3 separate regions of the Drosophila melanogaster genome follow, and all the other regions are linked to region 2. Evidence: chromatin contacts called from public Hi-C and HiChIP or PLAC-seq data. All regions are on one chromosome and are shown on one strand. Each heading gives the region's core, a stretch centred on a gene start, on an enhancer-like site or on the middle of the called end of the contact. The rest is flanking DNA. Distances are from core to core; before and after follow the strand shown.

Evidence for each region. A called contact is a pair of places that touch in the nucleus more often than the background predicts. HiChIP or PLAC-seq counts read pairs in DNA pulled down with a chosen protein or histone mark.
Region 1: a Hi-C map of the Kc167 cell line shows a contact between it and region 2, with 2.5 times the contacts expected there. The contact joins the enhancer-like site here to the promoter of CG6465 in region 2. A contact is called at or near these places in 29 of 107 Hi-C or Micro-C datasets (the Clone 8 cell line, the D17-c3 cell line, the Kc167 cell line and 9 more).
Region 3: a contact with region 2 is called in a CP190 HiChIP or PLAC-seq map of the Kc167 cell line, with 3 times the contacts expected there. The contact joins the promoter of lncRNA:CR44939 here to the promoter of CG6465 in region 2. A contact is called at or near these places in 8 of 107 Hi-C or Micro-C datasets (the D17-c3 cell line, the Kc167 cell line, the PNm cell line and 3 more) and 1 of 6 datasets of contacts at active chromatin or transcription factors (the Kc167 cell line).

Annotation. Positions count from the first base shown.
Region 1 is chr3R:10,534,701-10,537,816 of dm6, forward strand. The region is part of intron 8 of hth (homothorax); the gene reads right to left. Among named protein-coding and RNA genes, the nearest start is that of mir-4944, 23 kb to the left of the region's middle. Within about 2 kb of position 1,256, at least 37 of the 39 cell types and tissues checked have an H3K27ac peak or open chromatin away from gene starts, as enhancers often do. A contact at or near this core is called in the Kc167 cell line, the OSC cell line, the S2 cell line and 3 more, where this site is marked.
Region 2 is chr3R:10,675,884-10,678,915 of dm6, forward strand. CG6465 reads right to left here and starts at 1,368. Exons shown (of 6, transcript NM_141747.3): 1 at 1,187-1,368; 2 at 767-1,111; 3 at 559-705; 4 at 211-494; 5 at 20-153. The coding sequence starts at 1,277. It overlaps Phyhd1 (Phytanoyl-CoA dioxygenase domain containing 1), which reads right to left. Exons shown (of 3, transcript NM_001104270.2): 2 at 2,464-3,032; 3 at 1,854-2,188. The coding sequence ends at 2,004.
Region 3 is chr3R:10,459,626-10,462,894 of dm6, forward strand. lncRNA:CR44939 (long non-coding RNA:CR44939) reads left to right here and starts at 1,403. Exons shown (of 1, transcript NR_125129.1): 1 at 1,403-2,453. It overlaps lncRNA:CR44955 (long non-coding RNA:CR44955), which reads right to left. Exons shown (of 1, transcript NR_125130.1): 1 at 2,762-3,269.

The DNA of each region.
Region 1 (3,116 bases), core at 6-2,505, 140 kb before region 2:
AAACTTTAAATGAAATACGTAGTGTAAGGAAATGAGCGGGGAAAATGGCGCTAATAATAATTTGGTTTATTGGCTTTAAAGCACAATGAAGGCGGTTGGAAAAAAAATGAAGTGTGGGGGCGTGCCGCGTCGTACAACAACAATAGCAACCCTCGACCAATCTCCCGGGCAATTTCTATTATTTTTTTAAGCACTTTCTTGAGCTCAACGACGCGGGCAGACAAGCAGCAACGCACCTTTATTTAAATTTTCCATTTTTTTCCTTTTACCTTCCTTCTATTCTGGTCAGAAAAGCGGGGGGAAAAGTCGGGGGCCAGACTACGCTTCGTTTTCTTCTTAATGGGCAATTTTCTTGGTAGTAAATGGGCACGTTTTATGAACGCTTTTGTGGGGTGTTTATGGGGTGGTCCTGATGCCCAGCCTTACATTCACCCGCCCTCGAAGAGCCACCCCCGAATGCCACGCCCCTTTTGGCAAGAGCGAATGCAAGTGTCTACTGTTTTTTTTTTTTTTTTTAACTTAAATGGAATATTAAATTGCCAGCGAAACTGCACCTGCCCAATTAAAATGTAACGTAATAGGGCCAAAAATAAAATCGGCAAAAATAACAAACAGTGGAAAAATATCTATTTAATTGGTTATCAATTCCAAATGTTTTTACGTGATAATAATAATAATAATATGTTAAACTATAATAATAAAACTATAAAACTAAAATAATAAAATGTTAAACTATTTTAGCTATTTTTCTGCTCGATTGCTGCATAAATATTCTTTATTTTGTGGCATTTTATATGGCTTAAATAATTTCGGATTTTTTAAATGTTATTATTTTTGTGTTATTAAATTGTTAGCCCAAATAGTTACCCAACATTTTTCAGCTAATAAAAATTGACCTGACAACGTGTTGTTTCTATGCACTCAACCGAAATCAATATCAAAATTAATAGAGATTTTTGGGGCCAACAAGACCAACAACATAGGTAAAATGAGTGGCCGAAAAAAATTGTTCGCACATAAATCTTTGCACTAAAAAATTTTATTGTCGTTTTTATTGTAAGGAAATAAAATAAAAAAGCCGCAGCAAAACAAAACAAAGTCACAACAATAACAACAACACAAAGAGACAGAGCCAAACAGTCTGCTGATTTTTGCTCTCCCAAACACAAACACACATGGAAAAAAAACACAAGCACAAACACTCGTGCATCCACAGATTCTCCCTCTCTCTTTCGCTCTTTGATGGCCGCGTATATTTTCCCCGCCTCGCAGCGGCTCTGCTCTCTCTTGGTGCGCCAGAGCGAGACGAAGCTAGTGAAGACATAAAACTGCGGCGAATTGAGCGTTTTTTTTTTTTTTTTTGGTTTCTGCCAAGTTAATGATTTTCAATTTTTGTGACTTGACTAATTCGATTTTTGAGTCCCTCAGCTCTTCTTCTTCACGTCTATTGCCTTATGCAATGCAAAATCAATAAGGCCAACAAAGCTAATTCGCTTCGCTTTAACTGGCCACAAGCAAAAAACAAAAACTTGAAAATGCCACAAGTTATATATTATTTTAAACCAAAATGCTTTTTCAGATTCCTTTGTTTATGGGGCTTTTAAATGTCACAACTCTCGATTCTGAGAATGTGCTAAAACATTTATGGTTAGCTTGTCTCAAAATGTATTTTAAATTATTCTAGCTTTTTGTGTTGTTCAATTTGCTTCAAAAATGTATTTTAAATTATCTTGATCGGCTTTTCGTTTCTTCTATTTTATTTTTGCATGTTTTGCCACTTTAATGTTTCGAAATGTTTTTGAAATTAATTTTGGTTTTGTTAATTATGTTTGCTCTTGTGCGAATTTTGTTGTATTTTTAGTAACCTATTTTTGGTTTGTTCTTTTTTGACCTTTGAATATATCGCTTTCTTTTAGTTGAATTTTAAATTGCCTTAAGTTAGACGCGACTTTTTTTATATTCCCGTTTTTATATATTTATTTTTAATTTCGTTTGTTGCTTTGCTTGATTTGCTTTTCGGCCTTTTGTCGGTGAAACGCATCGAACGATTTTCTATTTTTAGTGGCACTATTTCGGTGGCGACCCCATTTGCTTTTCAGCCTCTAGCTAAGTGTATTCCTTCTCCCCACTTTCAGCGCCCGAATTTTCCCCGCTTTTCCCCGAGTTTCCCCAAAACTTTGTGAAGTGCCCATGGGCTTGATAAATGGCGCTTAGGCATTGATTAGATGCCTCAGAGCTACGAAATGCATTTGCCTTATCACCCATGCACTTCTCACACACACTGGCACACATTATAACTAACACCCATTATACCCCCACCTTCAGCCAAAAGTGTTCCCCCCCCCCTCACAACCGAGAACAGCCGAAAAAAGAAAAACAACAGACGCAACGAAACGAATTTTCCATTTTCCATAGAGTTCACTTCACCCCAATGCCAAAGTCGCTTCAAATTCGTTGAAAGCAGTGAGAAAAAGGGAGCTAAATTATTTAATGTCTATATTTGATTAAATAAATCATTTGATATACTTAAAATTTAAACTATTTTTATTTTATATTTTCATTGCCATTTTAATACTTTGAATCATTTTCGTTCACTTCAATCATTTTAAGAATGTGAATCTGAATAAAGTAATTGATTTCAAGTAAACGCAGATGTTTTTGATACCATATAAAAATCGGATAGTTAACGCCTTTGAAAACACTATCAAGCATTTGTTTTCAGTGCACTTGTGTCTGTCGCTTTTCGTCTGTGTGCGGGTCGCTTTCTGTGTGTCTGTGTTTAGATAAAATTGTGTTTCGAAAGTGACAGTTGAAATGATTTATCACTTGCCAGCGACTGCAAGGCGCAAACGCCAACGCTGCCCCGCCCCTGCCACCGCCGCCCCCTTTTTAGCCCAACTTGGCTGTCGTCAAAGTTTTTAGCACAAGTTCCCTTCGGCCCCCTCGCCAACCCTGAGGCTCACTCTTTCGCTTTTCTCAGCCCCAGCATGTTTGGCATTTTTGTGTAGAAAAATTGAAAATTGCTTTTTTCGTCAGCAGCCCCCCTTTCGAAGCCCCCTTCACCCAGCCACCACCCCTCCCTTTGTCCTGCTATCTGAGGCAACTTCATCTTTCCA
Region 2 (3,032 bases), core at 118-2,617:
TTAAGTTAGAAGCGCTTACATCTCATCGGTAGCTTTCTTGAAAGCAAGCCAGAAGGGATTACTCCCATCGATGGCGGTGGGCGGGACTTTAGGTTGCTTCTGTTCGTAAGTGATCTCGATGCCACCACCCACGTCGGCACACCATTTGTGGAGCTATAAATATGCCAGTATCTTAGTTTACGCAACATTTAGGATGAATACAGCACCTACGTTAGCCTCAAACTCCTCAAAGTCCACATCTAGAGCCAAACGACAATCGAAGCAGACCATTAGCAAGGGAGGCACCACATTGCTCTGAACTCCGCCACCGAGTTTGGTCAAATTAATGGTCGTTACATCGCCAATGACCAACTCTGGATTATTCTGCAATCTTTGAACCTGACTCCTACGAAACTCCATCATCTTTCCGACTATATAGTTCAGTTTTTCACCAGCAGTATTGGGCAGCAAAAGCGATCCATGACCAGCAGTCCCACTGATGTTGAAATATACACCTGTTTGAAATGGTAAGTATATATATAGCAAGGGACTTAAATTTAAAATTTAATTTAAATTTACGCCAAACTGCTCGTTCTGCATAGAAAAGAGGCAGCTGCTCATCGGGTGAAGCCAATCCCTCGTCCATTGCAAATCCCACATTAAGAGCACGGAAATCTTCAGTTGGCACAAAAGGTCTCATGCCATAACGACCGCCCATTTCCTCATCTAAGTGAATGAAATATTTTAAATGTTGTATGATAGAATAGTAACTTAGAAAGTAACTGACCCGCCACAAAGGAAATGTGGATAGTTCGTTTGAATTTCGCTCCACTTCTCTTGAGCGCTCTAACTGCGGCTAGATGCTGCATTCCCACGGACTTCATATCTTGTGTTCCCCTGGCAAAAATGCGACCCTCCTCATCGATGTCGGCTCCAAATGGCGGGTGAGTCCAGTTTTCTGGAAATACGGGAACCACGTCCATGTGGGAGTTCAGCAGAATGCTGGGCAACTCGGGATTGAGTCCCTTCCATGTCAAAACCACTACGGGATTCTGTTCATTTGCCGGGTAATACACCTTCATTGGCAGATCCATCAGATTTGCCTGTCGTCTGAGAAATTCGACGCATGGTGCTGTAGAGGTAAGTGTAAGTATCTTTAAAATTGTCACTTCATTTTTCTAAAATATACTATCGTTCAGATACTAACCATAGTCCGGATCGGGATGGACACTTGGGATGCGCAGATACTCGCGAAAGTACTGTATCTCCTCATCGGATTCCCACTTGCTGGTGGCCATTTCACTTCTATATACGATCTTTTGCGGCTGACAGCTGGCAGCATACTGAGTTGTGTTAGCTAGTGTCCGAGTCGAGTTCCAGTGCCCTACTACTAATAGACTTATCTCTCACGATCGTAACGCCAACGCGCGACCCGCGAGGTGGCGGACACAGATAATTTTATCAAATTGTAAACGAGAACTTCGGATGGTGAAAAAACTCGTTTACGTCACAGTAGCGGAGGGGATCACTTGTTTTAATCAACAACAGCAATCAGTGATTGGACATCACTGTGGAAAACTAATTCTTATATTTCATACAAAAAACATTTCCAGCAATATAAGGCTTAGCTTTTATATGTAATATTTGACACAATAATCCAGGGGACTTTTTTCAACTTTATTGTGTTTTTACTGTATCAATTTGACCGTGGTCTCCCCTTCTACTCTCTATTATAGTTTAAATTTGATTCGTAGATTTGTTATAAGGTCGGTCGTTCGCCCCTTGCTATCTGTTCCCATCAACTGCTTGCTTACTGGCTCGAGCCCGAAGTACTGCTTTAAATTCAAATTTCCAGCACTGCTTGACTACTGCTTGGGACCAGTTTAAATTCAGATTTTAATACAGTAGGAAGTTTATTCTTTACATTTACAATTACATCATACATCTTGGCGTGTACAACAAAACTTAAAGAGTCACTAGAGTCTTATATGCGAAAATACCGAATAACGATCTCCACCAGACCCTTAGGCCTTGCGTTCGAAGAGGACAGGGAATGGCTTATCCTTCGGCGCCTGCAGCCAATTGTCCTCCGAATACTTGACGTTGTTCTCAGTCTCGATGACGTGGAAAGTGTAGGCGTGGCGACTCTTTTGCGAGCGATTCGGCTCACTCTTGTGCACCACATTTCCGTGGATTAGAATGCAGGTGCCTGGAAAAATTAAGTAGAACATATGTTATAATGATTTTAGAGTATTTAAACGTTTTATGGAAAAACCACGAATATAACTCTTTAGGGAACCAGACCAAAAATACAACTAAATTACACTTGGACTGATAAAAGCAGCTAACAAAATATTTACTTTGCATCTTAACCACCATAAAGATAAATTTTAAATGGGTCTACCGAAGCTGTAGTGCTCTGCAGTACTTAGAAAGTGCTTCACCTACTTTGAATTCATGATAAATTATCTTCTATCAACTTACCCTTGCTGACTTGCATTGGCGTGAAGCTGGACTGCGGATAAATGGGAGCTGCCCGATCGTAGACCATCAGTTCGCTGGCATCCTTGTCGGGATTGCGAAGGTAGCGCCTGTGGACTCCACTCTTGTGTGATCCCTTGATGAACTGCAGGCAACCATTCTGCAGGGTGCAGTCCTCGAGGGCCAGCCAAAAGCCCACTGCCGAGTTGGGATCCGTGTGCAGGAACCACGAGTCCTGATGGGGCGTCACCTCGCCACCCACTCCCGGATTCTTGTAGATGTACATACTTTGACAGACGGCCGGCTTATTGTAGTTCAACTGCCAGCAGATCTCCCGAACTCGGTTGCTAAAGGTGATGGCATTGAAGGCAGGATGCTCCACGTGCAGAGCATGCCCCACTTTGTTGAGGGCGATCATGGGATCCACCAGCAGCTGGCCCTCATCTCCCACCGCCCCCTTTTCGAAGAAGTAACGCACTTTGTCTCCCGACTCCATGAAGTACAGCTCCTTTCCCTGTGCATCCTCCTGCTTTATGGTGCTGAAGATCTTCCTGTTGTTCTGCGGAGCATCC
Region 3 (3,269 bases), core at 153-2,652, 220 kb before region 2:
AATTACGCGGAAAAAGCGGCAGCGGGCTTTTGCCACTTTTGCCGTTTTGCCAGTTGCCATTTGCCACACTAATTGCGTATGCGATAAATCTTGTCAATTAAATTATAATGTTTGCATGTGGCCGCCACAGATTCGAAGCGATGCGCAAAAGCGCTGAAGATGCAGCGGCAGCAAAACGATCTCGGCGATTATCGGGTGTTTTATCACCTCGACTTCAGAGTCCGGGGCTCCAAACGCATGCCCCGCAATCCTCTTTAACCCACCAATCCCCTAAAAACACCTTTCTGGCCACATATACATACATACACATATATAATTAAAATGTTCACAAGTGCCAGAACGCATTGCTGGATGCATTTGGCCGGCGGAGGAGCAGAGATGCTGACAGCGGCCCGTGGCTGGAATTTTGAGGCGCATTAGTCGCGCTGCATTTGCTGCTCATAAGAGCCAAGCTGCACCGCAATATCGCTGCACCAGTTGCAAATGCCGCACGTTGCCAGTTGCCAGTTGCCAGTTGCAACTGCAGCAGTGCGCCAAAATTGTATTGGCAGCGGCGCCGACTGTCGACTCCTGGCTCTTAATTCAGAATTCTTGACTGGCCCGGCTCGGCGTGGTTTGGCCAGCAACTCCTGCTCCCGTTTTCAGGTTGTGCCAACCAGTTGGGCGCATAAATTTCCAGCTTGTCAGCTTTTGATATATTTTCATAAATTGCCCGAGTGCATTAATTAATTAAGCGAGCCGCATTTTCGGTTGTCCGCTCGCTCGCGAGGTCTTCATTTCACTGGCGCCCTGAAAGTAGGCAACAAATGGCTGAAAAGTCCACTTATCGCTGACATATGGATGACATGCAGGAATTCCTAGAAAATTGTCAGTAATGGTGGTCATTTCGGACTGGAAAGTATTATAAAAGAAAAGATTTTATTGGCAGAATTCTCAGCGTTCATTGGCAATGTTTACTGGACATTTTATAGGCTAGTTATCTATAAAATGTCTATTTATATATTTGCATTTTATATATAGTTTTGCTGGCTCGTTTCACCACTTTTTGGTTTCCAAGTAATGGCGAAAATGACAGGGAGTTTCAAGCATTGGAGCGGAAGGCCACAAAAAAAAAAAATCAAAAACTAATTACTCTTTGCCAGATAATTACCCGTTTTATATAACAATTTAAATAATTTGCCTGCTGACTTTTACACAAAGGAGTGGAATGAGGAGGGCGGTGGTGAAGGGGGGAGTGAAAATAATAGTTTCATGGCTGATTGTTGAGATACAGGCAAGAAGTCGGGGCAACAACAATTTGCTGCACGCCATGGCCAGAAGCAGCAACAGCCAGAGCAACAATAACAACGAGGTGAGCTCAGAAAATTCCTTTAAAGTCGTCAGCTGACATTCGAGTGTAATTTTCGAAACTGATTTTACATCGAAACCAGTTAAATTGTCAGAAAAATCAACTGTCAACATGTCAAAAAATCGTTGACTATGCAAATGCACAACATGGCTCGGAAAGTGGAAAAGCGGGTAGAAGAGGACTGGAAAGGTTGGAAAATGCGTTACATGACGAACATGTGCGTGCATATATCTCCTAGATACGGATCTAAAATAGGGACAGATAAAATGTGATTTCCCGAAATGAAATGTATTTTCTCCGATCCAATTCGATGGCACATGCATGCATGCGGTGGCTTTGTTGCAGTTCCATGGAGCATGGCCCACACTTCATCGCATTCATTTCGATGTCAGAGCTCTCTAATTGGCTGCCATGACTACCTGGCTGGCTGGCTGGCCACTCAAATTACCTAATTATAAAGCGAAATATGAAATGTTCCCAATCAACCATTGTTCGACCACAAAAGCGGAATCCCAGCTCATGCAACTGTCAAGACAATGGGACGTACTATAGATAGGGATACACTCGCCAAGTCTCAAAACCCATCCAACTTATTCAAATTGTGTGTGAGTGCGAGCTGTCAACAGTGTTTAATTTCGGGGGTTCCCGTGCCACATGCGATGGAGTCCAGTTCCAAGACGGGGAATCGACCTGGCCGAAACCGCAATGCACTTTGACTAGCCGGATTCACCATATTACCATCCCTCGGATCGGATCCTGGTTAGCAACTCAACAAGCTAACAAATTAACATGCCGTCCAGCGATGTACTGTCCTTTTGTTTTGGTCTTCGGCCAAACTTCTCGTCCCGTCGCCAGAAATGTCACGCAAGGGGTCAAGTAACAAGCAAACAGAGTGACCAGGATCCAGTAACCAGTAACGGTGCGATGTCCTGCGGCGATGTCCTTTTTGTCTGCATGCAAATGCAAGTGCATATGCACGATGCGATTGCTGTGCCTGCGGCTGCTTAATGGCCACACCTGTTCAATTAGTCAATGTAACCACAAATTCTGGTTAAATTATCGCATTAAAATGTTCGTGCCTGACCTCAGAATGTGCGTGCGTGTTTTGGGTACCAGCACCACCTAGTCTGCGTTTTCCCGATCCACAATTTGCCCCCTGCAACTAAGAGCACTTTGAACCGCCGACAGTTAATCAGCGCCTTGGCCGCAAACTCAAAGGGGGAAGATGTATGATTTCGGGTCTACACAGCAGATACAATGTATTTCCCAAACATTTGAAAATTGGTAATGAGTAAGGTTCATATAATGACCATCTCAAGGTAACTTCAGTGATCCTGTGGATCACCAATTTGGTAATATTTGTACCTATGCTTTTTATTATTGATACTTTAGCAGTACAGTTGTGACTGTGTGCTGTCGTCCATAATCGCTAATTATCAGCAACAACTGACACTTACAGCGGCATCGACTTACGCATGCGTGTCCATGTCCTGGCCATCTTGCTCCTCCAGCAGCGGATCGTTATGGGCCTGGCTTATGAGCAGGGCATGTTGTCATCAGCGAGGAAATAAATAAAAAGTTCAGGGACAAGAAACAGTTGGGAAAACTGGAAGATTGGATGCTCTTAAGATAAAAAAATAAAAATAAAGTGTATAGAATGTGATGTATAAGTCATAATTCATATGTATTTACACATATATATAGAGAAATTAAAATGTTGCTTGATATCTTATGTTTATTTGAATTACATTGAAAAGCGATGAAGTGAACTTTTGGTGTGATATGATGGTTCCTTCACACACCCTATGATGGGTAGTCCAATAATATATTAACTATAGTAGGTCACATAAGCCGACTTAATCAACGGACCCCGACTCCAGACTACTACTACATCCAACATGGAAACGAGTTTAGGGCTCGT